Regions from separate parts of the Mus musculus genome. Here all the other regions are linked to region 2. The links are chromatin contacts, called in public HiChIP or PLAC-seq and promoter capture Hi-C maps. All regions are on one chromosome and are shown on one strand. Each heading gives the region's core, a stretch centred on a gene start, on an enhancer-like site or on the middle of the called end of the contact. The rest is flanking DNA. Distances are from core to core; before and after follow the strand shown.

What was found. Promoter capture Hi-C pulls out the DNA fragments that hold promoters and counts their contacts. HiChIP or PLAC-seq counts read pairs in DNA pulled down with a chosen protein or histone mark. Capture Hi-C pulls out chosen DNA fragments and counts their contacts.
Region 1: a contact with region 2 is called in a FOXA1 HiChIP or PLAC-seq map of pancreatic cancer cells. The contact joins the promoter of Ntn5 here to the promoter of Fuz in region 2. A contact is called at or near these places in 5 of 39 promoter capture datasets (cranial neural crest, frontonasal cranial neural crest, liver and 1 more), 2 of 115 datasets of contacts at active chromatin or transcription factors (large pre-B cells and pancreatic cancer cells) and 1 of 9 other capture datasets (liver).
Region 3: a promoter capture Hi-C map of liver shows a contact between it and region 2, with 2.7 times the contacts expected there. The contact joins the promoter of Grwd1 here to the promoter of Fuz in region 2. A contact is called at or near these places in 2 of 39 promoter capture datasets (both in liver), 1 of 115 datasets of contacts at active chromatin or transcription factors (astrocytes) and 1 of 9 other capture datasets (liver).
Region 4: an H3K27ac HiChIP or PLAC-seq map of regulatory T cell precursor shows a contact between it and region 2, with 5 times the contacts expected there. The contact joins the promoter of Sult2b1 here to the promoter of Fuz in region 2. A contact is called at or near these places in 3 of 115 datasets of contacts at active chromatin or transcription factors (large pre-B cells, pancreatic cancer cells and regulatory T cell precursor).
Region 5: a contact with region 2 is called in a promoter capture Hi-C map of liver, with 2.9 times the contacts expected there. The contact joins the promoter of Kdelr1 here to the promoter of Fuz in region 2. A contact is called at or near these places in 4 of 39 promoter capture datasets (cranial neural crest, liver and second pharyngeal arch cranial neural crest), 1 of 484 Hi-C or Micro-C datasets (muscle stem cells), 1 of 115 datasets of contacts at active chromatin or transcription factors (thymic regulatory T cells) and 3 of 9 other capture datasets (adipose tissue, liver and pancreatic islet).
Region 6: a promoter capture Hi-C map of adipose tissue shows a contact between it and region 2, with 3 times the contacts expected there. The contact joins the promoter of Dbp here to the promoter of Fuz in region 2. A contact is called at or near these places in 7 of 39 promoter capture datasets (cranial neural crest, frontonasal cranial neural crest, hippocampal neurons and 3 more), 2 of 484 Hi-C or Micro-C datasets (CD4 T cells and Th1 cells), 5 of 115 datasets of contacts at active chromatin or transcription factors (Th17 cells, astrocytes, bone marrow-derived macrophages and 2 more) and 3 of 9 other capture datasets (adipose tissue, liver and pancreatic islet).
Region 7: a promoter capture Hi-C map of adipose tissue shows a contact between it and region 2. The contact joins the promoter of Ppp1r15a here to the promoter of Fuz in region 2. A contact is called at or near these places in 1 of 39 promoter capture datasets (pre-B cells), 3 of 115 datasets of contacts at active chromatin or transcription factors (pancreatic cancer cells, regulatory T cell precursor and thymic regulatory T cells) and 2 of 9 other capture datasets (adipose tissue and liver).

What each region holds. Positions count from the first base shown.
Region 1 is chr7:45,681,704-45,685,753 of GRCm38.p6, reverse strand. It overlaps Ntn5 (netrin 5), which reads right to left and starts at 1,732. Exons shown (of 7, transcript NM_001358870.1): 1 at 1,256-1,732. The coding sequence starts at 1,289. Sec1 (secretory blood group 1) reads left to right here. Exons shown (of 4, transcript NM_001271578.1): 2 at 399-488; 3 at 1,463-1,574. The coding sequence starts at 1,478.
Region 2 is chr7:44,893,135-44,897,441 of GRCm38.p6, reverse strand. It overlaps Fuz (fuzzy planar cell polarity protein), which reads right to left and starts at 1,363. Exons shown (of 11, transcript NM_027376.3): 1 at 1,080-1,363; 2 at 774-895; 3 at 443-527; 4 at 113-181. The coding sequence starts at 1,190.
Region 3 is chr7:45,829,130-45,833,068 of GRCm38.p6, reverse strand. It overlaps Grwd1 (glutamate-rich WD repeat containing 1), which reads left to right and starts at 2,280. Exons shown (of 7, transcript NM_153419.2): 1 at 2,280-2,474; 2 at 2,660-2,777; 3 at 2,925-3,087. The coding sequence starts at 2,288. It overlaps Grin2d (glutamate receptor, ionotropic, NMDA2D (epsilon 4)), which reads left to right. Exons shown (of 12, transcript NM_008172.2): 12 at 1-586. The coding sequence ends at 289.
Region 4 is chr7:45,739,920-45,744,175 of GRCm38.p6, reverse strand. Sult2b1 (sulfotransferase family, cytosolic, 2B, member 1) reads left to right here and starts at 1,698. Exons shown (of 6, transcript NM_001360784.1): 1 at 1,698-2,122. The coding sequence starts at 1,816. Gm31597 (a long non-coding RNA gene) reads right to left here and starts at 2,214. Exons shown (of 3, transcript XR_391433.4): 1 at 2,045-2,214.
Region 5 is chr7:45,871,566-45,875,858 of GRCm38.p6, reverse strand. It overlaps Kdelr1 (KDEL (Lys-Asp-Glu-Leu) endoplasmic reticulum protein retention receptor 1), which reads right to left and starts at 3,019. Exons shown (of 5, transcript NM_133950.2): 1 at 2,758-3,019; 2 at 2,000-2,100; 3 at 1,658-1,816. The coding sequence starts at 2,848.
Region 6 is chr7:45,703,714-45,707,576 of GRCm38.p6, reverse strand. It overlaps Dbp (D site albumin promoter binding protein), which reads right to left and starts at 2,330. Exons shown (of 4, transcript NM_016974.3): 1 at 1,815-2,330; 2 at 561-971. The coding sequence starts at 1,953. It overlaps Car11 (carbonic anhydrase 11), which reads right to left. Exons shown (of 9, transcript NM_009800.4): 8 at 3,699-3,863; 9 at 2,906-3,088. The coding sequence ends at 3,063.
Region 7 is chr7:45,524,292-45,528,254 of GRCm38.p6, reverse strand. Ppp1r15a (protein phosphatase 1, regulatory subunit 15A) reads left to right here and starts at 1,987. Exons shown (of 3, transcript NM_008654.2): 1 at 1,987-2,260; 2 at 2,864-3,963. The coding sequence starts at 2,873. It also overlaps a transcript of Plekha4 not described here.

The sequences.
Region 1 (4,050 bases), core at 483-2,982, 790 kb before region 2:
GGCCGAGAGAGGAAGCCCACAGAGAAGAGGAGCAGAGTCCAGCACAGACCCGGGGAAAGCCGGAGGCTAGACAGGGCAGGGCAGAGGACCGGGTGTCCGGCTGGGTAGTTGGATGGCATGAAGCTAGAGGCTCTGGGGCTGGGAGGGAAGAGCAGGTAGGCTCAGAGACAGGCATGAAAGCCCAGGGGAGGCTCGAGAGGGAGAGGAGAGCTACTACTGCCTGGCAGAAAATCAGAAGAAGAGGCCTTGGCCCACGTGGGTCAGAGTGGAAGCCTTTCCCACATGGGGTTCTAACCTTGTTCTCCACACCCAGGGCACGGAAGGCGGATTATTGCCAAAAAACCCTGGCCTCTCTGCCACCCACTCCAGCCCTCCACCCTTAACCCTTTCCCCTCCAGGTGTGTAGCCAGAGAAGAGTGCTGAGGGAAGGTGGTGCTGAAGGAGCTGGAAACCAACAAAGCCTTGGAGTTAGAGAGCAGACCCCTCAGGTACTGGGAAGGCAGAGCCTGGCCTTCCTTTAGGGCTCAGGGTGTTGGGGCCCTGCACTTACTTTTCTGGGACTTGCTGGGAGGTGGCCCCACTTGCTACCCCAAATCTCAGACCTGGACCCAAATCCCTCCACACTCCACAAGCACTCAGCCCCCGAGCAGATGGGGGCCAGTGCTGGGGGTAGATGATATGGGAGGAAAAAAAGCAGGAGGTGGCATAAGGTGTGTGCCCGATGCCAAGGCACTTAGAAACCAGAAATCCAGAGCCTAAGGAGTGCTAGGAGCCAGAGGACTAAGGCTTTCAGCTTCCCCCACATAGGACTGGGGATCTTGGGACTTTCCTGAGCCCCCTGCATGTACCCTTACCTCCAGACATCAGAGCCCTGTGCTCCACTGACATTTCCCAGGCAGGGTGCCTCCCTTGCCCAGTCCATAGACTCCCTGCCCCCGGGAGTCTGAGCCATTATGCACCCATAGCCTCCCCCACCCCAGCCCCTCATGTAAACACGTTTCTTGCTAGGTAATTTCAAGGTCCCACCTTCCGGCTCTCAACACCGTGAAGTACCAGGCTGTGAGTTCTCTGTGTTCTTGGGGTTAGGCAGAAACTAGCCCTTGCCCGTTTGGGCCTACAGCATTCCTACCTCTCAGTGGCAGGCCCATCCAAATTCCCTGGGCCAGTGGGATCCATAAGGGACTCTGCCTGCCTGCCCCTCTTCAGCATGCACCTCCTACCTGGCTATTAGGGCCCAGCCATTGGTCAAACCTGCCTGGAGAAGAAAAGAGTGTCCTGTAGTCGGTCATCCCCACACTCTTCTGTAGGAGAAGCACTTGGAGGGCTCTCGGGAGGAGTGAGAGTGGCTGTTCTCAGGCCCAGGCTAGTGGGGGTTCTGGGCGGGAGCTGAAAGCAGAGCCCGCAGAATCCAACACTACCGCCCACCCAAACCCTAGCCAACAGCAGCCACGCTTTCCCACAGGGACCCTTGCCAGCCATGCCACCCGAGACTGCGTGGGACAGGAGCACTGTCGCCCCCAGCAGGCTTGAAGCTTGGTGGCCCCAAACAAGCCGGCCTAGAAGGATCCAAGCAGGTAGGGGTATGACTACAGCTTGGGGTTCTGGGATTGGGGTCCTGGCCTGTTCCCACTTGCCCCAGCACCTCTGGAGTTTAGCTTGCCAGCCCCTGCTTTTGGCCGACCCCAAGCCAGCCAGCCCCTCCCCATCCTGCATCCTCCTGCCCCAAGTGCGTTAACTCGGTGTTAAGGTCAGTTGCTTTCAAGCTCTAAAATTCCCAGCCTCAGATCAGCTGTAGGGGAAACCAGAGGCCAGTGCTACCTGCAAGGAGGGCAGCGGAGAAGACTTTCAGCCTGGCTGAACTTGGGGAGGAAAAGAAGGTAGCAAAAGCCAAAGGCAGCTCCCCCCTCCCCCCAGCCACTGGTGGATAAAGGCCCCAGGGCTTTTAGCCTGAAACACTTCCACAACTTGTTGTGTCTGAACATTTGAGTGTTGTGGTTTCTCTCTGAGCAAGATGAGAATATGTGTGGTTTGTTCCTGAGCACCCACCCCATTCATAGCTACTGTCTTGCCAGTGTGCAGAACTGGCCCAGGACAAGACTCAGGGACCTGGTGCCCTGGGAGTAAGAGATCCCTCTGTACTGCCGGGTGACCCTTGAGGCTGGGATCTTAGAGGAGCAGGGACAAGGACAAATGAGAGCTACAAGACCCACAGATGCAGGAGGACTAAGCTTTAAGAGAAGGCTCAGGCCAACGGATCCCACATCTGAGACCCATGTCCCCAGCAAGGGCTGTGTGAGCCATAGGGTGACACGTGGGACTTGTGGGTCCAGCAAGTCCTCCCCGGTTTGCCCCAGCCTTGGCACTGTCAGGCCACCTTCTAGACAGAAAGACGGGAAGCTGGTCTGTTCTGTAGACAATTGCGAATGGCTCGCTGTGGAGCAGGACAGATGGCTGTCAGACATCCAGAGAAGGTCTGGGTCTGCTGCAGGATCCTGCCTGCCTAGCGTGGTAAGTCCCTACGCTGTCTCCAGAGGGAGTTCTCCTCCTCACTTTGCTCTGGGTGCCTGAGCTGGCTGGGGGACCCCCAGAAAGCATCAGCTGTGGGGAAGCCAAGCCCACCCAGGAAGTGGCTGGTCCTTAATTCAGAGGTGCTATGGAGCTCCCCAAGTATCGAGACCCTAACCCTCACAGGGTCAAGCCTCGGGAGAGCTCAGGCCTGTTTGCTCTCCACAGTAGAGGGTCTCTGTCTGCAGCCTCAGGCAAAGGAGGTGGGTAGCACAGCCTCTCCACTGAGTCTTCCAGGCCTTGCTGTGGAACAGCCTCCAGAGGGCGCTCTCGGCATAGCCGGATGAAGGCTGGGCGTCACCTCAAGATGGCAGCAACAGAGCACTTCCCAAAGCTGCTGCCTTTACCAGGAAGTGTTCCGAGATCCACTCCCTCTCCCAAAGCCATCTTGAGCCCTTTCTCTTCTCTGCCCAGGTTCTCTGGCCCAGCTCTGCTCCCTGGTGCTCTGGCTGGGCTGGGCGATCCACTTCGAGTTGGCTAGAGAGCCAGGAGAAAGAAAATGACTGCAATGAGAAAAGAAGGAGCTGGGGTGGGGGAGGATGGGTTTGCTTTGCGGGCAAGTGAGGCAGTGTAGTGCTGGCGAGCATTGTATTTCTGTGAGACTTGGTGTGTGTGCTGTGCTGTGTCCTGTGGTCAGAGCTGCCTGACCTTTCTGGGAACCCAAGTTAAACTCCAAGAATGTTCTGACTTCCAGAAATGGTTAATAATAAAGTAAGGCCCTGGGATACAGGAGCTGAGGGGGCCTGCCTAATACTGAGGCTTGGACAGAGAATAAGCAGGAGAGAGCAGATATCAGTATGGTGCAGCAGACACCTGAAGACTTTGTGGGGCCCTGAGAGAGCTGGAGTCTGGATACATAAAGAGAGGAAGCGGTTGTTTGCCTTATCCTTAGGGTGGTGCGTTAGTCTTTTTTCTGCTGCTGTGATAAACATCAGGACCAAAAGCAACCTAGGGAGGAAAGGGTTTGTTTCAGTCTGAAGTTTACAGTCCATCATAAATGGAAGTCAGAACAGGAGTTCACGGCAGGAATTTGGAGGCAGGGACTGAAGCGAAGACCATGGAGCAGTGCTGTTTAGTGGTTTGCTGTCTGTGGTTTGCTCTTCTATAACCTAGGGTCACCTGCCCAGAGGTGACACTGCCCATGGTGAGGTTGGACCTCCCATAATAATTAATCAGGAAAATGCCCCCATAACTCCCCTACAGGCTATCTGATGAAGGTGTTTTCTCAGTCAGAAAGGTCCCTGGTAACTTATGTCATGTTGATGAGAAAAGCTACCCAGCATAGATGAGTTGTGCATATCAGAGTCCACACAAGCCCAGCAGTGCCAAGGCAGAGCCTGCAGGTTAAAACCGTGGTCTCCTCAGTGAGGGCCCACACTGCATGGTGCCCACCACAGCCAGTCAGTAGCAAAGGAAAGCAGATGGAGAAATGGGACTCTAACACCTGCTGCTGCTTCCTGAAACCAGCCACATTTGACCCAGCAG
Region 2 (4,307 bases), core at 114-2,613:
AACAAGCTCTTCAAGAACCCATGGGCTTTCCCTATGCATAGTGGGAATTGTAGTTCCAGACAAATGGGCACGACTTAGGGATCCTAACGTCACTCACATCCCACAGCCTCACCCTCAATTCTTTCTTCAGTCTTTCTACATTCCGGATATTGGTCAGCTCCTCAAGTCCCACAATGAGAACCTAGAAGAATCACATAGGACAGCGGGGTCCTTAATAGGATCTAGTCAGAGAGGACAGTATTTGAATGGGTGTTGAGAGGAAGGCCAGGTCTGGATCCCTGTGTATGAAGGTGGAGGTCGGGCTCCTGGACTCCTAGGTATGAGGGAAGAGGGCTGAGGTCTGGATGTCTGGGTGTGAGAAAAAAATGCAGGTCTGGACTAAGGAGAAGAGGCTGGGGGTGCAGCTCTCTTGAGTTTTGGAGAAAAAAGGGCCCAGTCTCACCATGGCCCCAAACACCATGTGGAGCATTCTTTCCAGCCTCAGCTCAGAGGTGCCCTCCTCAGATGACAGAACAATGAGAGTGATACTGTGGGGAGGAAAGAAGAGAAGCAAGAATGAAGTAGAGGTCAGGCCTGGGAAACGGAGCCAAGCGCTTCAGCGTCTCTGGGCTATTCCTATGCTGCTGGCTACATTCTGCTGGGAACGCAGGGATCAGAGAGGGTGAGTAGCTTATCAAAGATTCCCACAGCCAAGTCACCACTGGCAGGACTCTGGGGTCACCTAAGCCAGGAACCACTGCCCAGATCTTGTTCCCTTGCTCCCGCCAAGGGACCTGTCATGGAAGTTCTTCCACACTACGGTTGTGTCTTCCGTTCTTGCAGAGTTCAGTTGCACATCCAGATTCTGGCCGAACATGTGGACTCCATTGAGAGAGCCGATGACAGAGAAAGGAAGCTGAAGAGTGGGGAAGCATTGAGACCTCACTGTCCCACTTTGCCGTCTCCCCACATCCCCCCAAAGTTCTTCAGGAAACCAGGCTTATTAGTCCCCTAAAGGCTCCGAGCCTCTACTCCCTGCACGGTATGCCATCCCAGCTTCCCAAACCCCTTATTTAGACGAAGGAGTCGAATGCCCCCACCTGTTGACGGGAGGGGGCGCCGCCGCTGCTACTCCGACAAAACAGGGGAACCCCGCTAGAGGCTGCGAGGCACAGCAGATGCACCGGGCTTCCCGGCCCCTCATCCCCCATCTGGAAGCCCGCACCCGACAAGTCACCCCCCTGGAGACTCTCGGTGTGGATCTAGGAGCATGCGGGTAGTGAAAGCAAGTCGGCCTGCCGTTTGGAGCCGCCAGAGGGCGAGAAGCCGGATGGCTAAATTCCTGCCTTCATCAACTCAGCCCCTCCAACAGGATTCTTTTTCCGCCCCGGCCGGAAGTCATCATGACCCTAACAAAGATGGCGACAAGTATTGCTTGCCAAGCGTTCAAGTTGTTCCTGGACAGCTTCACATCTTTTGTATAACGAGAATGAAGAATCTAGTTTGAAGATGGTGATGGTGCTAAGGTGTTGCCTACAAACCTTCATGTGTGCTGTAATTACGTGCTAATTTTTTTTTTTTAAACAACTGGTTGAGGATGGGGACAGTGCTAAGGCACTGCCTGGCAACTGCAGCGTGGCCTTTCATTCCATAGTGGGAAATACCCTGCCCCAGTCAAAGATGGCCGTATGCTCAGGCGTTGCCTAGCAACTACCATTCACAATAATTTCTGTTTCAAAACTCCGAACCGCTGTGCCACCGTCTCCCTCTCATTTTTTCAGAATGGTTTGATCCAGGCAGTGTTGCCTAGTAACCACCAAATGAGATGGTTGTTTTTGTTATTAGTGAAAGGCAGAAGAGAACCTTTTCCAAAATCATGAAAACCACGTAATTTCTGTAACGAATTAATGCCAATGATGGTGTATCGTGTCGAAAGGTAAAACACGGAAAACTTTGTTCCATGCAACAATAGAAGTTAGCACCGAGGTAGCAAGACAGATTTTCACAGATATGATCACTGTACTATCACTTCCAAAGCTTTCTTCCAAAGGATGGCTAGGAGCCAGGGAGATGGCTCAGCACATCCCAGGGCTTGCCATGAAGACCTGAGAAGCTTGTAACCCCTGGAATCTTCATGGTAGAATAGAGAGCTCACTCCACAAAGCTGGCCTCTGTACACATGCCATGGCACACGCACTGTAAGAATCAAAATTTATTTTCTAGTTTAAAATAGTATGGCTATTAAAATAGTATGGCTACAGCTTCGTGTCTTTATTTTCTACTTTCTGGGTGAGTTGCAGCCTTTAGGCCTGGTTGGCCTGGAACTCAGGGTAGCTGTTTGGCCTGGAATGGCGAATGCCAGCCACTCTCTTTTTCTTTGCTTTCCTTTCTTTCTCTTTTGCTTGTTGTTGTTTAGTGTATTTTTGAGGTGTGGTCTCATGTAGCCCATGCAGACCTGGGACTTGCCATGTGTCCTTGAAATTCCGATTCCTTTTTCAACATCTCAGTCTCCTTTCTTTCTTCCTTTCTTTTTTCTTTCTTTCTTCCTTTCTTTTTTTTTTCTAGATTTATTTATTTATTTTATATATACGAGTACACTGTAGCTGTACAGATGGTTGTGAGCCATCATGTGGTTGCTGGGATTTGAACTCAGGACCTTTGGGAGACCAGTCAATGCTCTTAACAGCTGAGTCATCTCTCCAGTCCAGTCCAGCCCCCATCTCAGCCCTTCTAATGTCTTTTTATACTCTGTTTGTTTGTTTGTTTGTTTGGTTTTTGAGACAGGGTTTCTCTGTGTAGCCCTGTCTGTCCTGGAACTCACTCTGTAGACCAGGCTGGCCTCAAACTCAGAAATCCACCTGCCTCTGCCTCAAAGGCGTGCACCACCACTGCCCGGCTATACTCAATTTTGATAAGTGCAAGGAATTGAACAATTTTTTCCACCGACAAATATTAGATTTCTCCTTCTGTATTTTAAATGATACAATAAAACAAAATAATTTTTTGAGACAAAATCGTGCTGTGTAGCCCAGGCTGGCCTTGGTCCTTATGCTCAGTTCTCCCATGTTGCATTGCTACACCCTGCTGAGTTAGCAGTTTTAGCTGCTTGATTACTGTATGTCTGAGAGCAATTGCTTTGTTTATTAAATTAAATAATTTAAAATAATTTATTTATTTATATTTCATGTGCATTGATGTCTTGCTTTAATGGGTGTCTATATGAGGGTGTTGGATACCCTGGAACTGGAGTTGAACTGCCTTGTGGTTGCTAGGACTTGAATAGCAGTCCGCTGAAAGAACAGCCAGTTCTCTTAGCTGCTATCTCTCTAGATCCTATGAAACAATATTTTAAAGTAACTTTTTTGGATGTTGTTTTTATTCTGGATTTTATTTCCTGTAGTTCCTACAGAATAATTAACAAATGTACTCTGTATATGGAAAAAACAGATTCGTAGAATAATTTTAAAATGTGTGCATGGTTGCACAGTCCCTTAAGGCCAGCCTGGCCTACTCTGATATCTCCTGCCAAATCCACAAATAAACAGATAGATAGACAGATAAATGAAACCTTAAAAATTCTATGCATGCTTTTAGTTCCAGCACTTGGCCGACAGAGACAAGAACATTTTTTGAGTTCACAGCCAACCTGTTTTACAGTGAGCTTCAGGACAGCTAGGGTTACACAGAAAAACTTTGTCTGAAAACAAAACAAAACAAAATTCAACGTGGAAAATTGTAGTTTTGGGGTTAGCATTGGGGTTAAAAAAGCTTGTTCACGCCAATGGTTGGGTGGCGTGTGCCATTAATCCCAGCACTCCAGAGGTAGGGGCAGGCAGATCTCTGAGTTCTGGGAGGCTCCACAAATTTACAGAGCAAGTTCCAGGACAGCCAAGGCTAACACAGAGAAAGCCTGCCTTGGGAGTGGAGGGTGGGGAAGAGATACCAAAAACCAAGGTCTGGGGCAATGTCTCAGTTGCTAACCTGCTTGCAAATGCAAGCAAGTGAGCCAAGTTTGGATGCCTGCCACCTACGTTTTGAAAAATCGCTTGTCTTTTTTTCTTTCTTTTTCTTTTTTTCTTATTTTGTTTTTCGAGACAGGGTTTCTCTGTGCAGCCCTGTCTGTCCTGGAACTCACTCTGTAGACTGATACTGCAACTCAGTCCCACTTGCATCTGCTCTGCACTGGAATTTAAGGCGTGCGCCATCGCGGCTTTGTATCTTTCTACATTAGTACGCTTTATTTAGTAAATTTCTGTCCACACATAAGTTTCCAGGTCATTTTATATTCACTTCGGCTTATGCTGTTAGCTACAATGCTGAGACTCAGT
Region 3 (3,939 bases), core at 1,031-3,530, 930 kb before region 2:
CCGTGCGCCCGCCGCCGCACCGCACCACCACCGACACAGGCGCGCGGCGGGTGGCTGGGACCTCCCGCCGCCCGCGCCCACCTCGCGTTCGCTGGAGGACCTGAGCTCCTGCCCACGGGCGGCCCCCACGCGCAGGCTCACCGGGCCCTCGCGCCACGCGCGCCGCTGTCCGCACGCTGCGCATTGGGGGCCGCCCCTGCCCACCGCATCTCACCGGAGACACCGGGGCGGGGACCTGGGCACACGCAGGGGCTCTGCGCACTTCTCCAGCCTGGAGTCCGAGGTATGACGCGGCTCGGGCCCCCCACCCCCGCCGCCCCCTCGGTCAGCGCAGGCCACGACCCGAGGGGACGCGCTAAGTGGACAAGACCCTCATGGGTTGGGAAGGACAGAAACGGACCTGGCTGGACCTCGCCTGGAGCAGCGTCCTGCGCCCCACCCCCTTGCCTTGGGGGAACTATGAGCCAGAGGGGACTCGGTCGCCCAAATCTCACCCATCCTGAGAGCAAGGGGGCGGGGTTCTTGGAGCCCACCGACTCTTTTTTAAACCCGAAAAGGGCTTTTTAACGTCACCTGATTGGCGGGAGGTGTGGGGGGGTCACGCCGCGCCCCACCCCTACGCTCCGGGCCATGGCCCTCACATCACTGTGCAGCTCCCTAGCCCCAGACACACCTCTAGGGGAGCCTGTTTTTAACCTTTCATTCATCAGGACTCAAAACTGTGAGACGCGTATGCCAAACTGTGACTCCAGACCTTGGCCCCGCCACACAGAAACCCCTGACCCCAGACTGTGACTTCCAACACCTAAAATGATCATCTGACCCCAGACTGTGCCCCGACCAGACTGTGACCCTTCATGTCAGACCTCAATGACCCCTCCCTTTTAGATCCTTGTTGGCTCTGACCTATGACCTCTCCTCCACGAAAGTCCTACCTTTACCTGTCTCCCCCCACTCACCTACCACCCCAGATGCCACCAATCACATCTTCAAGTCCAGCCCTTATTTGTGACCCTTCAGTGATAATCCAGCAGACACTCCACCCCCAGGTCTCCTTTCCCAGATTTCAGCAGGGTCTGAGGCTGGGCTGAGAGGAGGGTCTGGGAGCCCACACCTGACCTTTCCTCCCCTCTCCCGCTCCTACACTGCAGTGTTTGGAATAAAACCATGTTTTTACGCCTCCTCAGTCCAAGCCTGAGTTCTGTGTCTGTCCCTTCAACTTCTCTGGAGAAAAATGGAAACTGAGAACTGAGTCCTTAGGGAGGACAGTCAGACAACAGAAACTGGGCTGGTGGTGTAGCGGAGGCAGGGTGTTGTAATATTCATAACACCCTGAGTTCAGTCCCCAGTCCTAGAAAACAGGAGATTGGGGAAAGCACAGTCAACCCCAGGAAGCGGCAAGAGTCCAGGGGAGAGGGGTGGAGAGGTGACAGGGCAGAGACAACACCCCCAAGAGTAGAGATACAAAAAGGGATGCACAAATTAGGACCAAATCTAGAGACCTACTCCTTGCTACTGGCAAGAATGATTTGATGGGTTATTTTATGCAAATGGAGAGTGGCCAACCCACGCCTTGAATCTCCTTAATCTCACCAGTGAGGATCTGTTTCCAATATTTCATTACTCCAATTAACCAAAACTCGGGTGTACATGGGTAGATAAAGAGAGCTGACTCAGTTGTAGCAGCAGCCTCAAGAGAGACTTTCTGATTAAGTGCCTGCTGACCAGAGCTGCCCTGGGAATGCCTGGTTGGGAAATGGTCTGCCCCTGGAGGATAGATCCAATCCACTAACTTATACATAATGTCCAGCCTGTCTACCCTAAAGCATTTTGAAATAATTTAAAACCATCATAACAAGGAGAGGAGAAGAAATCGGCCTTAAAGGTCCTCGGGGAACAGAAGCCCAGTCTCCTTGCCAGTAAGTGCTCGTTTACATACATGAATAATTAACTAAATGGAAAGACAACCCTGGGAATGAAAGGTGGAAGATGGAGAGGGCTCTGAAGCCGAGGACTTCTGTAGAACTACAACTCCCAGAAGGTCTTGCCATTGCTGCGCGGAAGAATTCCCCAAGGTCACACGAAAGACAAAATTGCTCCTAATATAAGTCTTCTCACTGAGCCAGGACGCGGTTACTTTGTGGCGGCCATCTCTCTGCGCATTACCTTCTTCTGGCTGGTTCACAGGTTTCCAAGGTAACAGTACAGTGGGACGGGTCTTAGACTGTGGGAGGTGAAACCCGGAAGTGACGCTCTCACTTCGCGTCCGGGGCAAGAAGGTTCGAAGATGGCGGCGCGCAAGGGCCGGAGTCGCACGTGTGAAACCGGAGAACCCATGGAGGCTGAAACCTGCGACCCAGGAACCGAAGGCCCATCCCAGGTCTACCTGCCCGGCAGAGGGCCGCCACTGAGCGAGGGAGAGGAGCTGGTAATGGATGAAGAGGCCTACGTGCTGTACCATCGTGCGCAAACTGGTAGGCAGAGGGACCTGACTCTCGGGTCCAGGGAAATGAAAGGCCTGTCTTGGGGTCTGGGGGACGAAGGGTCTGGAGTCTGAGGATTGTGACCCTGCAGACTGCCGGCCTTTGGAGGAGGTGGAGGCCGAGTTCCCAGTCTCTCGTTCCTACTCAGCAACTCTAATCTCCCCGCCCATCCCTAGGCGCCCCTTGTCTCAGCTTTGACATAGTTCGAGATCACTTGGGCGACAACCGGACAGAGCTCCCTCTCAGTCTTTACCTGTGTGCGGGAACCCAGGCGGAGAGCGCCCAGAGCAATAGGTGAGACCCAGGACCTTTGCAAGACATCCACAAGGCCCCACGCATTAGGGCTCTCTGCTAATGCCAGACCTAAAAGTCTGGGACCCCAGCCTCCCTCCTCCTTCAACATCCCGGCACTCAGTTTCTAACCCGTATTTGCTTCCCCAGACTGATGATGCTTCGGATGCACAATCTCCATGGCACCAGGCCGTCACCCTCAGAGGGCAGTGATGACGATGAGGAAGATGAAGATGAAGAGGATGAGGAGGAGCAGAAACCTCAGCTGGAACTGGCCATGGTTCCTCACTACGGTGGCATCAACCGAGTTCGGGTACAGTCTTTCCAGGGGCTTGTTAAGGATTCTCTGCAGCACACCCCTCCCCCTAGATCCAAATGTCTCTCAGTACCTCCTCCAGCCCCTCAGCTTCTCTCCCTCCCCCCTCATTTTCAGACATTTTCACTCTATGAGCTGATAAACAGATAATAAAGGCTGAAACAGCTCCTGATTGTGGTGAAACGCAAGGGTGTTACTGAGCTGTTGCTTAGGAACTGAGGCAGGATAGAATGAGTTCAAAGGCAGCTTAGTGGTAGAGCGCTCACCTCAAGTTCAATAAATAGAGCACTTTATGATCAGGTAGATGAGCAAAAAAGGGAGACGGTATACAAGGAGCATGTAGAGCAAAAGCCAACCCGTAGCTGGACCTGTCTCTGTTGGACCTGTATCTGTTACATTATTCCCAGAAGGTTTAGCCTGTAGACAGAAAGCTCTGGGCCCATGAACATAACATACTAGTGGGAAAGGGAACAAGAGAAAGCTTGTAGTTTGTTACAAGATGCTGAGTGTGGTAGTATAAGGGTGTTCCTAGGGTAGAGTTGTTTTTTGTAAATGGTGAATTTGAGGAGGACTGGGTAAGTCGGTGTTCTTGGACTAGAGACCTGCAGCAAGTGTCAGGGCTGGGGTGTTTGTGGAAACAGATTTGCAGAGAAGAAAAACGAAAGTGCCAAGACCCTGGGGTGCACCTGGCACACATGATTCAGAATCTCAGGGGAAACTGGAGAGGCGACTGTGTGTGGAGCAGAATAGACTAAGCGGGGACAGTGACAGATGTGCAGGGTGAGCGCCTGGAAGACTGGTTGCTTTGCCCTTGTGGGCTAATGTAAGTCTTGGTTTCTGCTTCAGGAG
Region 4 (4,256 bases), core at 449-2,948, 850 kb before region 2:
GTTCCTAAATGCCTTCTCCTCCATGTGTCTGAGTTTTACCTCAAAACCAAACTCTCGTTGTCAGCATTGTCATTACTGCTGTTCTAGGGCCTAGTGACACACCATACAGCCATGCCCATCCCTCACTGGGGAGTTCTAGGCAGAGGCTCTACCACTGAGCCACGTCGCCTGCCCCTCATTGGGTGTACAGGCTGGTTTTGTGTCAACTTGACACAGGCTGGAGTTATCACAGAAAAAGGAGCTTCAGTTGAGGAAATGCCTCCATGAGATCATGAGATCCAACGGTAAGACATTTTCTCAATTAGTGATCAAGGGGGGGGGGGCTGTGGGTGGTGCCATCTCTGGGCTGGTAGTCTTGGATTCTATAAGAAAGCAAGCTAAGCAAGCCAGGGGAAGCAAGCCAGTAAGTAATATCCCTCCATGGCCTCTGCATCAGCTCCTGCTCCCTGACCTGCTTGAGTTCCAGTCCTGACTTCCTTTAGTGATGAACAGCAATGTAGAAGTGTAAGCTGGAATGGGGATTCTAGGTAGGGGCTCTACCACTACAAACTTTCTTCTTTCTTTCTTTCTTTCTTCTTTTTTTTTTTTTTCGTTTTTCAAGACAGGGTTTCTCAGCCGGGCGTGGTGGCGCACGCCTTTAATCCCAGCACTCGGGAAGCAGAGGCAAGCAGATTTCTGAGTTCGAGGCCAGCCTGGTCTACAGAGTGAGTTCCAGGACAGCCAGGGCTACACAGAGAAACCCTGTCTTTTTTTTTTTTTTTTTCCGAGATAGGGTTTCTCTGTGTAGCCCTGGCTGTCCTGGAACTCACTCTGTAGACCAGGCTGGCCTTAAACTCAGCGATCTCCCTGACTCTGCCTGGGACTTAAAGTGTGCGCCACCACACCCCAGTGTCTTTTCCTTTTTGAGTCCAAATCTCCCTGTACTTTTGGAGTTGGCCTTTAGTTCTCTGTCCTCCTGTCTCAGCCTTTGGGAATGACCAGCGTGATGTGATCCACTGGTCTCACTCACAGAGGTCCCACCAGTCAGAGGAACGAAGCAGATGCGGCATCCAGAAGCCAGGCTGTTCTTAGGAACTTTTAGTGGGTGCGTTTCTTCAAAACAAAGCAATATGCTGTGGTTTCCTTTTCCCTCAAAACATGAAACCAAGGGTTGTAGCGTGGTGGTCGAGTGATAGCCTAATGTGTCAGCATCAAGGCTCAAGCTCCATCAGTACAAAAAAATCAGTAGATAAAATATGTGTCCCACATGAGCCTGGTGGCCCAAATCTGTCATCCTAGCTACTTAGGAGGCTGACACACAAGAATCAAAAGTTCAAGACCAGCCAGAACAGCTTAGTGAGACTCTGTCTCCAACAAATTAATAGAGGGCTGTGGGCGGGGCTCACAGTGCGGGGGGGGGGGGGATGGGGCGGGGCTCCGTAGTGGACCACTTCTTGCACCATTCTGAAAGGTCTAGGTTCAGTCTTCTCTTTGGAAACTCGGTTTCGTGGCTGCGTAAATGCGTCATGGCTTTGGGACAAACAGCTAGATCGTTTTAGCTTCTCGGTGAGTCATCGTGGGTTCTCACATGGGCTCTGCAGCGTGCAGCGTTGGCGGGGGCACCTGCCACCTTTGGCTTGGGTTCCTCGTTCGGAAAATGGCCTGATGACGTGGTGTCGCCCTCCAGGGTTGGGATGTGGAATAGACATAAGGAGAACACTTAGCTCCACTTTGCAGACATGAAGTACCCTTCCTCCTACCAGAAGCGTAGCTTTGGGCGAGTCACTCCCACCCTCCACGCTCAGCTTTCTACACCCATAGTGTGGGGGCGACAGTATGACATCACGGGACTGCTGTGGTGGAGTTGAAGTGGATCTACTCCTCAGGTGGACACACGGGGCTCAGAGAAAGGACACTCCTCACTGGCGTGTGAATGGAGGGCCCTGCGACTCTTGCCCACCTCCTTGGTCTTCTTTACACGTGCCCTTCCCCTCTTTCAGCTGGAATTTTGGAGGTGAATACTTCAGATACAAAGGTATCCCTTTTCCTGTCGGCATGTACTCACCGGAGAGCCTCAGTCTGGCTGAGAACACTAGCAACGTGCGGGACGACGACATCTTCATTGTCACCTACCCCAAATCAGGTACCGGTAGTGCTAGTCTGGGCTGGGGAGGAAGGGAGGAGAGAAGGGAGGAGGAAGGGGAGGAGCCTGCTTTGCAGAACCCGGCAGCTTGTCCTCTGCTAACAGTACCTTCCTTTGCACTGCGCACTAAGTCCCTGCTCCAGGGAGACTCTGAAGGCCTAGCTAATGTCCCCTCCCCTCTAGGGCTGCCACAGTGTCCCCAATCCTTCCCTGTCTCCCAAGCCTTCACAGCACTGAGTGCCACCAGCCGCGCATGGTTTGCTGGGTAATTTGTTCATTTTTGTTGAGAAAGGTTTTCATGTAGCCCAGGCTGGCCTTGAACCTCAGCTGGTCCTGCTGTCTCAGTGTCTCGGGTTCTGGAATGGCAGGTGTGTGCTGCTGGGCACAGTGTCACTGGGTAAACCTCTGCTTATCCACTGGAAGGTTAATCTGGCTCTCTCTGAGCGCTCTGTCTGCCCTGGCTGTTGCTTGTTCTCGGAACCGCGCGTGTCTGTGGAGGAGGTTCCTCATTTCGTGTGAATTCGCATGCAGACTACTCCACAGTCTTCACAGAGAAGGAAAGCCACTGCGCATTCTGCTTCTCTCTTTGTCGCTGTAATAGACCACCTGACCAAAAGCAACCGAAGGAAGACAGGCCCTGTGTGGCTTACACTTCCAGGCCCCAGCCTTATCACAGAGAAGCAACGCAATCAGGAACAGAAGCAGAAATCACACAGGATCCTGCTGTGACTGCCTGGCTCCTTAGAGCTTGCTCAGCTAACTCTATAAACCCCAGGCCCCTGCCCAGGAGGGGCACTGCCCTGAGTGGGCTAGGACCTTCTCTATCAATTAGCTATCAAGAGTGTGCCCCCGGGCAGCATATGTCTTTAATCTCAGCACTAAGAGGGCAGGGGCAGGTGAGTTCGAGGCCAGCCAGGGCTACATGGGGAGACAAATAGTAAATAAACAAAAAACATATTTAAACAAATAAACAATGATAAAAGAAGACAATCTATCACAAACATGTCCTCAGACCAATGGAGTCAACCCCCCAGCTCAGCTGAGATCTGGGTAATTCTGGGCTGTGCTGGCAGCTGAGGCGAACTAGGAGGGCTGGCTACATGGTGCACATCTGTAATCCCAGCATGTTGGAGGGGAAAGTAAGAGGGTCGGAGTTAAAGGTCATCCTCAGGTACAGACTGGGTTCGAGGCCAGCCTGGTCTACAGAGTGAGTTCCAGGACAGCCAGGGCTACACAGAGAAACCCTGTCTCAGAAAACCAAAATCAAGAAAAAATAAAATAACAAACAAACCAACCCAAAAAAGCCCTAACTCACCCCACCGAGTACAAGTATGAACCTTATAGATATCATGCTAAAAAAAATGGAGCCAGACACAAAAGGAATTACATGGGGCCCTTAAAATAGCCATGCTTGGTGGGGGAGGGGGGGAGCAGCTAGGGCGGTAACAGGAGTGAGATGGGGGCAGGGTGGGTGGGGCAGGGCCTACCTAAGGTGAGAAATGAGAGCATTTTTTTGTTTTGTTTTGTTTTTTTGTTTTTTGTTTTTTCAAGACAGGGTTTCTCTGTGTAGCCCTGGCTGTCCTGAAACTCACTCTGTAGACCAGGCCGGCCTGGAACTCAGAAATCCACCTGCCTCTGACTCCCAAGTGCTGGGATTAAAGGCATGCGCCACCACTGCCTGGCGAGGGCATTTGTTTAAGGATTGCAGTTTCTGTTGGAAAAAGGACAAGTTTGTTTTGTTTTGTTTTTTTGTTTTGTTTTTTTTTTGGGGGGGGGGTGTCAAGACAGGCGTGACTATTGCAAAACAACATGGTTGTCTTTAAATGTTGCCAACTCAACCTGGAACTTAAAATAGTCACAATGATGAGGTCCCCAGTATAGGGTTTCAAGAGCATAGAGAGGCAGCCGGCACAGGAGTGACCCCACCCTCTGCAGGGAAAATCACACACGCACACACGCGCACACACACACACACACACACACACACACACACACACACACACGCAGCCATGGATTGCGGGGCGGGACTTCCTTGCTCCTGTCTCCAGATTCAGCTTCACTGAAGAGGTCCTGAGACGTCCTGGTGGAGGGCTCTTGTCATTGTATATCCCCTAAAAGGCTCACAGATCAGGCT
Region 5 (4,293 bases), core at 1,770-4,269, 980 kb before region 2:
TAGTGAGTCTCCGAACCTGGGAAATGAGTCCAGTAACCCCAAGCTGGCTGCGGTAGGGAGTAACTCGACGGTTTAGGTAATGCCCATGCAGCACAGTGGTAGTGGCCCATTTGCAGGCAGGGTCTAGCTGGGCTCCCAGCACGACAGCCACCCTCCCTCTGCTGCTTCAGGGGCCCATGGGCCTAGGCTGACTTTAGCCTGCACAGTGCTTTTACTCACACATTTTGAGCTTTGCACAGTGGGAGTATCATAGTCAATGAAGTTTATCCAAGGTGCAATTATTGCTAATTGAAAACTTTTCTCCTGGTCTGGTCTACAGAGCAGACAGGGCTACAGAGAAATCTCATCTCAAAAACAAACAAAAAAGAAAAAAAAAAATTTTTTTTCCCAAATACCCCACCATGACAATCTCCATGGTGACTTAATAAGAGGGAAAGAAAAAGAAATGTATCTTGAATATGTAGCTAAAACATTAAAGCTAGATCTTGTCCGAGGACTCCCAAACTTCAGCTTCTGCTGAAAACCGCAGCCTGTCTGACCACGCAGGGGCGGCTCCCTGTAAGATGGGAGTGGGCTGCAAAGGGGAGGGGCTCCAGCTAATGACTCCCACCAGCCCATGAGGCAAGAGTTGAACACATACAGACCCAACCAAAACACCAAAGGGTTAAAAATCACAACACCCACCAGCTGGAGGTGGAAGTACCATAGAGACTAGCCAGGTCCTCAGCAAATGCTAACCAGTCCTTTCCCATCTCAAACCAGACCACTTCAAACACATTAACCTCCCATCACAGCTGAGAGGGCTGGAGCGCTCAGTGGTGCACAGGGCCTAGGCTCCATCCTGCACCTTACAGAAGGATGCTAAGAGGCAGGGACTGACTTCCTCTTGTCCTTTTGGTTGTGTGTCCTTTTAGCCATCTATCCATCCCCTCATTTCCCCATTTTACAAAAAGCCCAGGTGTACACTGGTCCATAGTCCCACCACTGTCCAGCTGAAGAAGCAAGCTTCCAGTCCCTGTACCTCAGCTCCAGAGTCTCTGCATATAACCACCAGGCAACCCTGAACCCAGTGACCCTCTCATGACCATTTTACAATGGGGAAACTGAGGCAAAGAGGCTGAAGTCATTATAGTAGAAATTGGGGCTCCCAACCAGGGGAGATAACAGACAGCTATAATCCAAGCAGTGAAGCAAGAGGACTGTAAGTTCTAGGCCAGCCCCTATCTTAGAAAACCAATAATTGACAGTGCCTCCAGAAGAAAGCACCGGCCTCGCATGCATAAGACCCTAGACTCTATCTCCAACACTTCCTGAGAGGAAAAAAAAAACAAACTAAAAATAGGATGTGTAACTGGGATTTAAACTCACGTGGCCCCACCGCAGAGCTCTGCTTGCCATTCCTAGCCCTCATCAGCCCAGCTCTTGCTGGACTAGGTGCCCTTGGACATTCAGACGACTTAAGGGGTGCCACTCTAGACGCCAGGTACATTAACTGCTCAGAGCAGCAAATGGGATGCTGGGTTGTGATTATGTTCACAGTGTCTGCCACCGACGAACTTAGGCCTTAGCAAGCTGTGTAGAGGAAGACACCTGACAGGGCCTCCTGTCAGATACTCTGCCTCTACCCAACCACCACACAGGCCCAGCAGAAACCTACCTCCAGAGGGGTGAAGTCATGGTTGACCAGGAAAGCCAAAATAGCAGTAGGAACGACGAGGAACTCCACCCGGAAAGTGTCGTGGTTGCCATCATAAGTAGCTTTGAACTTGCTGTAGATCATCCACACCGTGGTAAAGGAACAAGCTATGTAGACCACCTGATAAGAGGGTAACAGGGCATCTCAGCTCACAGGTAGGGCCTCAGGTCACGGTGAGGGAGAGAGAAATCATGTTCCCCAGCCACCTCCCTCAGACCATATGTCTAGGCCCAAGCCTCTTTGGTGACTCCTCCCTGATCCCTGGCCTGGAACCCTGCCACAGGGGGCTGACTGCAACTCTACCTTCATGCAGGTGTTGTAGAGTGAAATGTAGTTGGTGAACAGGTCCAGATATCGGGCAGTGAACACCACAGCAAACAGGACTTGGCTCTTCCCTGAAATGCCTGGTTGAGACAGAGAACGAAGGGCAGGGTGGAGGGAGCTGGAGGTGGGCTACTTGGGGCAATAATAAACTAACATGCAGCGCCTGGGCCAGCCGGCTGGAGCTCTAGACCACAGCGATTCCCCAAGGCCTTTAAGCCTGAGCTCGGCCCTTTTTCCACCATCCACAGGCAGGGGGCAGCCGGCTCCAAAAATACTAGAGACCGAGGCTCTATCCCAGGCTAGGCCTCGCCGGTCCTTCTGTCTCCCTCAGGTCCTCCTGACAGTCTAGACCTACACTGGGACCTAGGGAGAGCCCTGCCTGACTTCAGCCTCCCAGTCGGTCACCTTCCTCCCGCTCCCTTCCTGGCCTTCCACAGTCCACGTCACCAACTCCCAGCCACCTCCCCGCCTGCCATGGCTCCTGGTTCCCAGCCCCGGAACACCCAGAGCTGTCCCAAAGGGTGCTGCAGAAGGTTGAACTGAACGCCCGAAGCCACCCCCACCAAACTATGTGTACCCCTTAGTCTAGGGAAAGGAGCTGACCCCCTGGTGACCCTAGAACTAGAAAAGTGATCCCCAGCAGGCAGTCCGGGAGGACTCTGACCTGCCGAGCTCCAGCCTTCCCGGTGCCCCAGAGCGGCCCGCTCCCGCCCCCTCTCCGCGGGGGGGCCTCTCACCCGCACACGATCGGGACTTCCAGATTTTGAGCAGTAACAAGATGATAGCTAGGAGGTGGGAGAGGTCTCCCAGGAATCGGAAGAGGTTCATGACTGGGGGACTCGGGCAGGGCTGAGCTGGGTGGGGGGGGAGGCTGGCCGGCCGGGCTGCCCCGGAGCTGCGGTGCTGCTGGGTTGAGGGCGGGAGAGAAGCCCTTCGGTAGCTCAGCTCCGGGGAAGGGGCTCTGGAAGGTGAGCCGAGGCCGGAGCTGGTGGTAAAGCTGGCTGGGAGAAAAGGGAGGAGGGCCGAGGTGGGAAGGGAGGAGTCTGAGCTGTAGCGCCACCCCAAGGGCGGGTTGACTGTCTGGCGCCCTCTGGCGCCTGCAACCTGCTTTGCAGAGTCGTATCGAATAAGCCTACTAACTGATGGAAGGGTCTTTAGGGTCCCACATTCCCAGGTGCCTTCTCTTTAGTAAGGAACTGTAGAGAGTTCGTCTAACCTCTGCCCTTAAACAGGAATCCTGAAGTTTGAGTTCTGAATCTAAAGATCCTAGTGCTGTGTTGGGTGATGGTGTAGCCTGTAATCTTAGTACTGGGAGGATGAAGCAGAGGGACCCCCCAGTTCCAGGCCTAGGGCTCCACAGTGACAGTCTATTCCTGCACAAATTATTAATACTAATAGTAACAACAACAAGAATCCTGGAGATTAAGAGGGTAGACTTCTAGCTTTGTCTGTGATCTCTAGTCCCAATTCAGTTAGAAAACCCAGGCCCCACTGCCACACACTCGGGGATCCTGACTGAGCCTACCGCCTCTACAATCCTATCCCCAACAATTACTTTATTGCTCAACATTCTGACCTGGGAATCTACACCCATAACTCCATCCTCCTTCTAAGACCCAAAATGCCAGGTCCTGGCTCTTTCAGAAACTGTCATGACCCGAGTCTTCCCAGGTCTTAGGGCACGAGAAGCAGGGCTCCAATCGACTGCTACAGGCCTAGGTCCCAGCGCCTCTACACATTCATATTCTCCCTCTCTCTTCCCCTCCTCCACCTCTCTTTCTCCACCTCCAACTTCCATTCTCAGGGACCCGGGAATCCTGAAGCACACTCCTCCCAATGTTAGATACTAAGGACTGTCCTACCAGAGGCAAGATGGACAGGTGACTTTATGGGACCTCAGAACCTCAAAAGTAGGGTTATAGTTTAGGATTACTGTGTCTGTGACAAAGGAAGCAGTTTTCCTCCAGGGAATTGTGTACTCAGAGCTGTGAGAGACTAGTCCCTCACTCATCAAGTGGTCCCTCAGTGAGGAACTTGCTCAAGACCTGGCCCCCAGGTATGATCGAGAAGGACTAAGGGAGAATCTGTGGTCTTCGAAAGGAGGGCTGTTATCTAAATTCCTGCTTCTGAGAGAACAGGGCCAGGCATTGGACCCCAAATCTGAAATAGAAGATCCACAACTTGGAATCCAGGGATTCTGGACCCCTGGTTTGGAGGGAGGATGGCTGGGATCTAACCCCTAGGTCACAGAAAATGGTGCCAGAGTCTGGCCA
Region 6 (3,863 bases), core at 1,081-3,580, 810 kb before region 2:
TCTACAATGATTCTACCCACCCATCCCGCGCTATGGGGGAGGATCGTGGGAGAACCGGCCTGCCAAGCTCTTTGCCATCCAGATTCCCACAGTTCTGAGATCCTAGGTCCCCAACACAGGGACATGGGAAAGCTCCTCTGTAGAAGCCAGAAGAGGGATCCCGATATTCTCTTCTGCAAGACTGGGAGGCAGGATGCAACACCATCCACTTGGGGAATGGGGTGTGTGCGTGTGTAGGATCCGGGAACGTAGTACCCCGCTCTGGCCTGCTCGCTCCCATTTTTGGTGTCCTTGAAGTCCAGTCCCATCTCGTTTCCCAAAATTCTGGACCCAGACTCTGGAGATAGTACTCTCCAGTTAACTAAGGTGTTCTAAGTTTCTAGTCTTGGCTCCAAGAACATGAGGAAACTTGTCTTAGAGAAGAATACTGCCTCTCAGTGAATAATCCTTTCGCATTTGGGGACCCAAGTCCCCTAAAGGATCGCAGCATCTCATTGGGCAGACTTCCAAAAGTGTCGCGAGGCCCCGCCCTGCCCGACAGCCCCGCCCCTTCGCCGCACCTGCGCGGTGGCCGCCGGCGGCTCCCAGAGTGGCCCGCGCGGGGGCGTGCCCGGGCGAGGAGCGGGGGGAAGAGGAGCTGCAAGAGCCGGGCCCGGGGGAGGGCGCGGGAGTGCGCGCTGGAGAGGGTGCCGGCGACAGGCCCCCGGGGGGCGGCGGGCTCGGCGGTAGCCCGTGCTCCAGCAAGAAGGCGTCCAGGTCCACGTATTCCACGTCCCCGAAAGGCAAAGTGCGTTCCCACAGCAGCGGCGCAAAAAGACTCGGGCCAGCCACAGGCCCTGAGCGCCCCCGAGGGGACCCACCGCCACTAACGGCCCCACTCGGGGCATCGGCTGGGCCCGCCGTTTCCAGGCCGGGTCCCGGGACGGGGGCTGAGGGCAGAGTTGCCTTGCGCTCCTTTTCCTTCAGGAGACCTGTAGGCCAGGGAGAGACCGGATGGGGTGGAGGGACACAGGAGGGACCCCAAGTTAGAGATATGGCGGAGATACAGAGAAGTGAGGAGACGGGAGCCGTAGGGCAAAGACCCAGGGAGGTGGGTACAGGCAGGGAGAGAACCCAGAAAAAGAAGAGAGGGATAAAGACGGGGCTTGGGGAGACCCAGAGAGAAAAGAGAACAAGGCCCCAGCAATAGAGGGTCAGGGAGACGGGGACCCGGAGAGGGGGAAAAGGCAAAAGTATACAGAAGGATAGGGTTAGGGGCCCGGGAGGGGATTAAGAAACACAAGCACAAGCGACCCAGAGAACGAGGATGGAAGTTTAGAAAGAAGGGTTTAGTGACAGGGTGGGTGAAAGGTTGGGCAGGTGAGAAAGAAAAAGTGACAGCTCAGTAATTCTCCCACCCCCAGCACCCTCATCCCCTCCCCCACAGTCTGTTGGGGCTGGAAGGGGCTCCACTGCTCAGGCACATTCCTCATCCCTAGTTTCCATGTGACCCTGCGAGGCCCCGCCCAAGCCCGTGTCTGCACCGTGTGAGCATCCGACACACCCCCTCCCTTCCCCTAGGACTCCAGGGGTCCAGACTCTGAGGCCAAAGGAAAGAAAGAGGGGTCTGGCACCTAAACTCTGTCCTCAAGTAGGAACACTCCAGGGACTTGACCCTTAGGCCCTCCAGGCGTCAGATTTGGTCCTGGAGGCTGATGGACTGGAAGACCTAAGTGACCTAATGAAGACTAGCAAAGATGGGACACCTAGCTGATAGGTGCCGTGGACCACCACCCCAACAGTTGAGTCCCTAACACAGTGGGACTAGAACTCACAGCTGGCCGGTTCTTTGGGCTTGCTGTTTCCCTGCAGAAGGCTCCTCAGCCCAAGCAGCGCTCCCCCGCCAGGGGGGGCCCCAGCCGGGCCACCCAGCAGCAGGGGGCCCGGGGTCCTGTCGCTCAGAGGCCGCGCCATTGCCGTGGACCTGCTCCCAGGTTCATGAGCTCATGGAGAGTCGAAGAGATGAGATGATATGTCAGTCACCCGCACACTCCAGTGGTTCGGGCGAATGTGTCCCAGAGTCGGGAGAGCGCGGCGTGCAAGCCTCCAGGATCAGGACGCTTCAAATCCTAAGAGCGCTGCGGGGGTTCAACCAGTCAGTTCTGCAGAAAGGTGCAACTCAAAGACTGTCCCGGGAGGCTCCTATAGTCTGGGCGAGTGGGTGACCAAATCAAGCAGCTGTCTCTTTGCAACTGTGGGTCCCCAAGGGACACAGGCGCGCGCTCCTTCTGTACCAAGTGGGCGAGTCTCTGGCTCTAGCCAATTTTGCACTTCTCGCAAAGAAAGGAGCTTTGCAATCTGCACCCAGAGGTGTGCACCCAGGGGCGGAGGAGGGGGCAGGAGGAGGTGGCAGCCTTGAGGCGTGGCCAAAGCAAACTTCTTTCGCGGAAAAAAAAAAATCTAAACCAAAACACCGGACGCCAGAGCGCGCGCCCCTCCTCCGGGCCCCCTCCCTCCACTTGGGCCATGCACCCCAGCCGCGTGCCTTCCTCCGGCTTCTGGCAAGAACCAATCACGTCTCGAGCCCTTGAGACGCTCAGCCAATGAGATGAAGGGATATGCCAAGACCCTGGAGGCGCGTGAGGGGCTGAACTTGTGTAGTTGCCTCGCCTTTTGGAAGAAGGCGGGACACTGACCTATATTTGGCCAATGGGAGGAGGCGCTGGAGGCGGGACCGTGACCCACTTCGGGCCAATGAGGCAGGAAGAAGGGGGAAGCACATGGCTTTGCGCGTGCTATCGGATGCGGGTGTGGGGCAAGAGGGGTACCTCTTAAAGGAGCCGAGTGTTCACAGACTCATTGAGGAAAAAAAGCAGAACATCAATTAGAGCAGATTAAGGCAGAAAGAAGTGGGCTTCGGGAAGGATTTTTTTTTTTTAATATCTAGATGTTCCTCAATCGCGACTGATAAACCACCGAGAAACCGGAAACATTCAGTCCTTTTAATAGCTTTGTTTTGGGGTGAATCCCCTCCCCTGGTGAGGAAACTCAGAACAGGCGGGCGTAATCCTCGTTGGGGAGTCTCAGCGACCGTGAGGACCACCGTCCACTGCAAAGGGAAGCACCGGCTTGAGGGGTGTGGGAGCTGAGCACATAGGACTCTACTAGTCAGGCTGCTAAGGGGGAATGGAATATACCAAGTTGGGGGAATGATCAGCTCCTGGACCAGACCATGTAGGGAGGGAAGAAGGCCACATGGGACGTGCAGAATAGGCTGGTTTGCATAAAGGTACATGGAGAGGATATGGTCTTCTGGGCTGTACCATGTTGAGAAACCAGACAAGAAACTAACCGATTTCCCGGGGCCGAGCCACAGTGGCAGTAAGAAAGACAGAGGGATTGTACCACGCTGATTCTCAGAAAGGGAATAGCAGAAAGACTACAGCTCTAAGTAGGGTCATACCATTTGTAAACAGGTGACCTGGACCGTACCATCTTGGCAAGTAACAGTAGGCAGAGGGCATGGACCAGTATGTAATTGTACCACAAGGAAAACAGGGTGTCAGGCCTTAGACTAAGCTGCAAAGAGGGGTGGGCTGCAGCAGGCTGTTCCATATGGAGAGGTGAGAAAGGACAAGGGATGTATCACACTGAGACAACCACTGGGAATAAGTGCAGACTATCAGGACGTGGAGAAGGAGGGGACACACTAAGCATACCATGCAGGCGGTAGTTGGGGCCTCGGCAGCGCCTCTCGGGATGCCGGGGGTCCCTGTTGCCCCTCAAGGCTCTGTGGGCCAGGGGCTGCAAGGGCCGGCCATTACCACTGAGGCTCTGGAAGATCTGGGAGGGGGGATTCTGGCTCAGGAGTCTCAGGGAGTGCA
Region 7 (3,963 bases), core at 738-3,237, 630 kb before region 2:
AAAAAAGAAAACAGAAACGTGCACTAAAAAAAAAAAAAAAAAAAAAAAATAGACATAGAAGAAGGAGGGTCCATGAGGGCAGACCTCAGAAGAGGTTGATGCTCCTCTGTACACAGGAAGAGAATTGCCCAAGATTCTTACCCTGTGAGTCCCAGGACAGTGTGGACATACTGTAAGACCCTGTTCAAAACAGACAGACTGGGCAGGCATGGTGGTACATGCCTTTAATCTCAGCACTCAGAAGGAAGCAGCAGGTAGATTTCTGTGAGTTCCAGACCAGCCTAGCCTACAGAGTGAGTTTCAGGGCAGCCAGGGCTATACTGAAAATCCCTGTCTGAAAACAAGACAAAAAACAGACAGATCCACCAAAAACAACTAAAGGACCAGAAAGATGGGTCAGGGCTTAAGTGCTTGCTATTCTTTGCAGAGGACCCAAATTTAGTCCCCAGATTGCTCCATGTGGAGCTTCACAAACATCTTAACTCCAGTTCTACAAGATCAGATGCCATCTTCCGACCTCCTTGTACACCATACAGACATGATATATAATATACACACAGAGGAGAGGGGGAGAGGGAGAGAGAGAGAGAGAGAAAACACTCACATAAAGATTAAAAGAAGGGGGCTGGAGAGATGGCTCAGCGGTTAAGAACACTCACTGCTCTTCCAGAGGGCCTGAGTTCAATTCCCAGCAACCACATGGTGGCTCACAACCATCTGTAATGGGATCTGATGCCCTCTTCTGGTGTGTCTGAAGACAGCTACTGTGTACTCATGTACAGAAAATAAATAAAAAAATTTAAAAAAAAAAAAAAAAAAAAAAAAAAAAAGATTAAAAGAAAATCTTGGTTTTTGTCTTTTTTTTTTTTTTTTTTGCCTGTGAGGTGTGAGATAGCAGCCACTGTTCTGGCGGGGGGTGGGGGGGGTGTTGGTTTTTTGTTTTTGTTTTGTTTTTTCGAGACTGGGTTTTTCTGTATAGCCCTGGCTGTCCTGGAACTCACTTTGTAGATCAGGCTGGCCTCGAACTCAGAAATCCACCTGCCTCTGCCTCCTGAGTGCTGGGATCAAAGGCGTGCGCCACGCCTGGCTGTCACTGTTCTCTGAGCCATCTCACCAGCCTTTAATCCGGGAATCAGGAGGCCGAGGCAATCGGATCTCAGTGAGCTCTAGGCTAGCCTAGTCTACAAAGTTGTGTTCCAGGACAACCAGAAACTAGTCTTGGAAAAACAAACAAAGGCTGGAGAGATGGCTCAGTGGTTAAGAACACTGGCTGCTCTTCCAGAGGTCCTGTGTTCAATTCTCAGTAACCACAAGGTGGCTCACAACCATCTGTAATGGGATCTTATGACCTGTTCTAGCACGTAGGTAAACAAGCAGACAGACCACTCCTACATTTAAAAAAAATACATAAATAAAATTTAAAAACATTGGGTGTTTTGTCTTCTAATAAAAATCCATTGCTAACAGGGGAGTGGTGGCTGGGACCTTTAATCCCAACATTTAGAAGGTAGAGGCTGGTGGATCATTGAGTTTGAAGCCAGCCTGATCTACCAGCCTGATCAGCCACGGATACTCAGAAAAATCCTGTTTCGAACCCCCCCCACTCTCCAAAAAAAAAAAAAAAAAAAAAAAAAAGTCACTCTTGCTTGGAGAAAAAAGGTCGGAAGTCTTGGTGTACGCCCTTAATCCTAGCACTCTGGAGACAGTAGCAGGAGGATTACAGAGATGGAAACCAGTCCCAGCCTCTCAAATAAAGAAAATAAAAGGAAAGGGAAATGGCACGGTACGTGACTGCCAGATAAGGTTCGCGTACTTGCTCGGAAATTACGTGAGATCGACGGCTCTCTCGATTGAGCCTAGGGCACGCCTGAGAAGCTGCGGTGACCTCACAGAGCGCGGAGTCTCCGCGAGAAGTTCAGTGTTGTTTTCCTCTTTCCACCTTTCCCAGGGACTTCCGAGACCCCGCCTCTCCGGTGACGTCAGCACAGCGCCGCGTCAGGGTATAAAAGCCGCGTGGACGATGTTGGCGCAGATTGAGTCAGCTCTGAGTTTGTGGAAGATTACATGCGATATCCCGCGCGACCCCGCATCCCTTTGCCGGCCGGGACAGCCTTTGCTACAGCCTGTGAAACATTGCGTCCCCGAGCCCCACGCCTGAGGGCGACATGAACCCGCTGGCTTCGCGAGCAGTCCGGACCCACGATCGCTTTTGGCAACCAGAACCGGCGCTTCAGCCCCCGGGGTGACGTGCAGCCCGCCGGTGAGTGGGGGATGGGGCGGCCTTTGAGGGAGGACTCTCTGGCGAGGAGACTGGAGAGAGTTGTGGAATCTGAGGGGGCAAGCTGGAGGGCGATTCCAGGTTTGGGGAAAAGGCACAGAAGCCCAGATGGCTTATTTGGTCTGAGAGAGGAGAGCCCACGTCTACACTCTTCGTTTAAAGGGAAAGGGGCCGGGAGGCTCGACCGGCAATATCTGTATAGCGCCAAATAAAGGGAAGGACCCCAGGAGGAATAACCAGGGTCCGAGGGGTAGGCAGAGGGAGGTTTTAGGGGCATGAACACAAGCTTGAGGAACGAAAGGTCACTAAAAAGCCAGACTCTTACAGGTCTGAGAAGGGCTGGCCAGGAACTGTGACTGGGGCTAAGGGAAGGGTTTAAGAGTGTGGGCTCTTGGTTCTAAGGATGTAGAGCTTGGGTGTTGAGAGAGATTAACCAAGTGGCAGAGTTGGGTGTGAGCAATGTTATTTGGAATTCGAGGCAGGCATTCACGTGTTGCTGCTGTGACTATTTGTTACCATGACTCAGTGCTGTGACCCGAGACTGTTTCCCAGAGCGACTTCTAAACAAATTTCCCCCCTTTCTAGCCCAGACACATGGCCCCGAGCCCAAGACCCCAGCATGTCCTGCACTGGAGGGACGCCCACAACTTCTATCTCCTGTCCCCACTGATGGGCTTGCTCAGTCGGGCCTGGAGCCGCCTGAGGGGCCCAGAAGTCCCAGAGGCATGGCTGGCAAAAACAGTAACAGGAGCAGATCAGATAGAAGCTGCGGCTCTGCTGACACCTACCCCTGTCTCTGGTAACCTCCTCCCTCATGGGGAGACTGAAGAAAGTGGATCTCCTGAACAGAGTCAAGCAGCCCAGAGGCTCTGCCTTGTGGAAGCTGAAAGTTCCCCTCCTGAAACTTGGGGACTTTCAAATGTTGATGAGTACAATGCAAAGCCAGGACAAGATGACCTTAGAGAGAAGGAAATGGAACGCACAGCTGGCAAGGCCACACTACAGCCCGCTGGCCTGCAAGGGGCTGATAAGAGGCTTGGGGAGGTGGTGGCTAGAGAAGAGGGAGTGGCTGAGCCCGCTTATCCCACATCACAGCTGGAGGGTGGTCCAGCTGAGAATGAAGAGGATGGAGAAACAGTGAAGACTTACCAAGCTTCTGCTGCTTCCATAGCTCCGGGATACAAACCCAGCACCCCTGTGCCTTTCTTGGGGGAGGCAGAACATCAAGCCACGGAAGAAAAAGGAACAGAAAACAAGGCTGACCCCTCCAACTCTCCTTCTTCAGGCTCCCACTCCAGAGCCTGGGAGTACTACTCTAGAGAGAAGCCTAAGCAGGAGGGAGAAGCCAAGGTAGAGGCACACAGGGCAGGGCAGGGTCACCCTTGTCGGAATGCTGAGGCTGAGGAAGGAGGACCTGAGACAACTTTTGTCTGTACTGGAAATGCCTTCCTGAAGGCCTGGGTGTATCGCCCAGGAGAGGACACAGAGGAAGAAGACAACAGCGATTCGGATTCAGCTGAGGAAGACACAGCTCAGACCGGTGCCACCCCCCATACAAGTGCCTTCCTGAAGGCCTGGGTGTATCGCCCAGGAGAGGACACAGAGGAAGAAGACAGCGATTCGGATTCAGCTGAGGAAGACACAGCTCAGACCGGTGCCACCCCCCATACAAGTGCCTTCCTGAA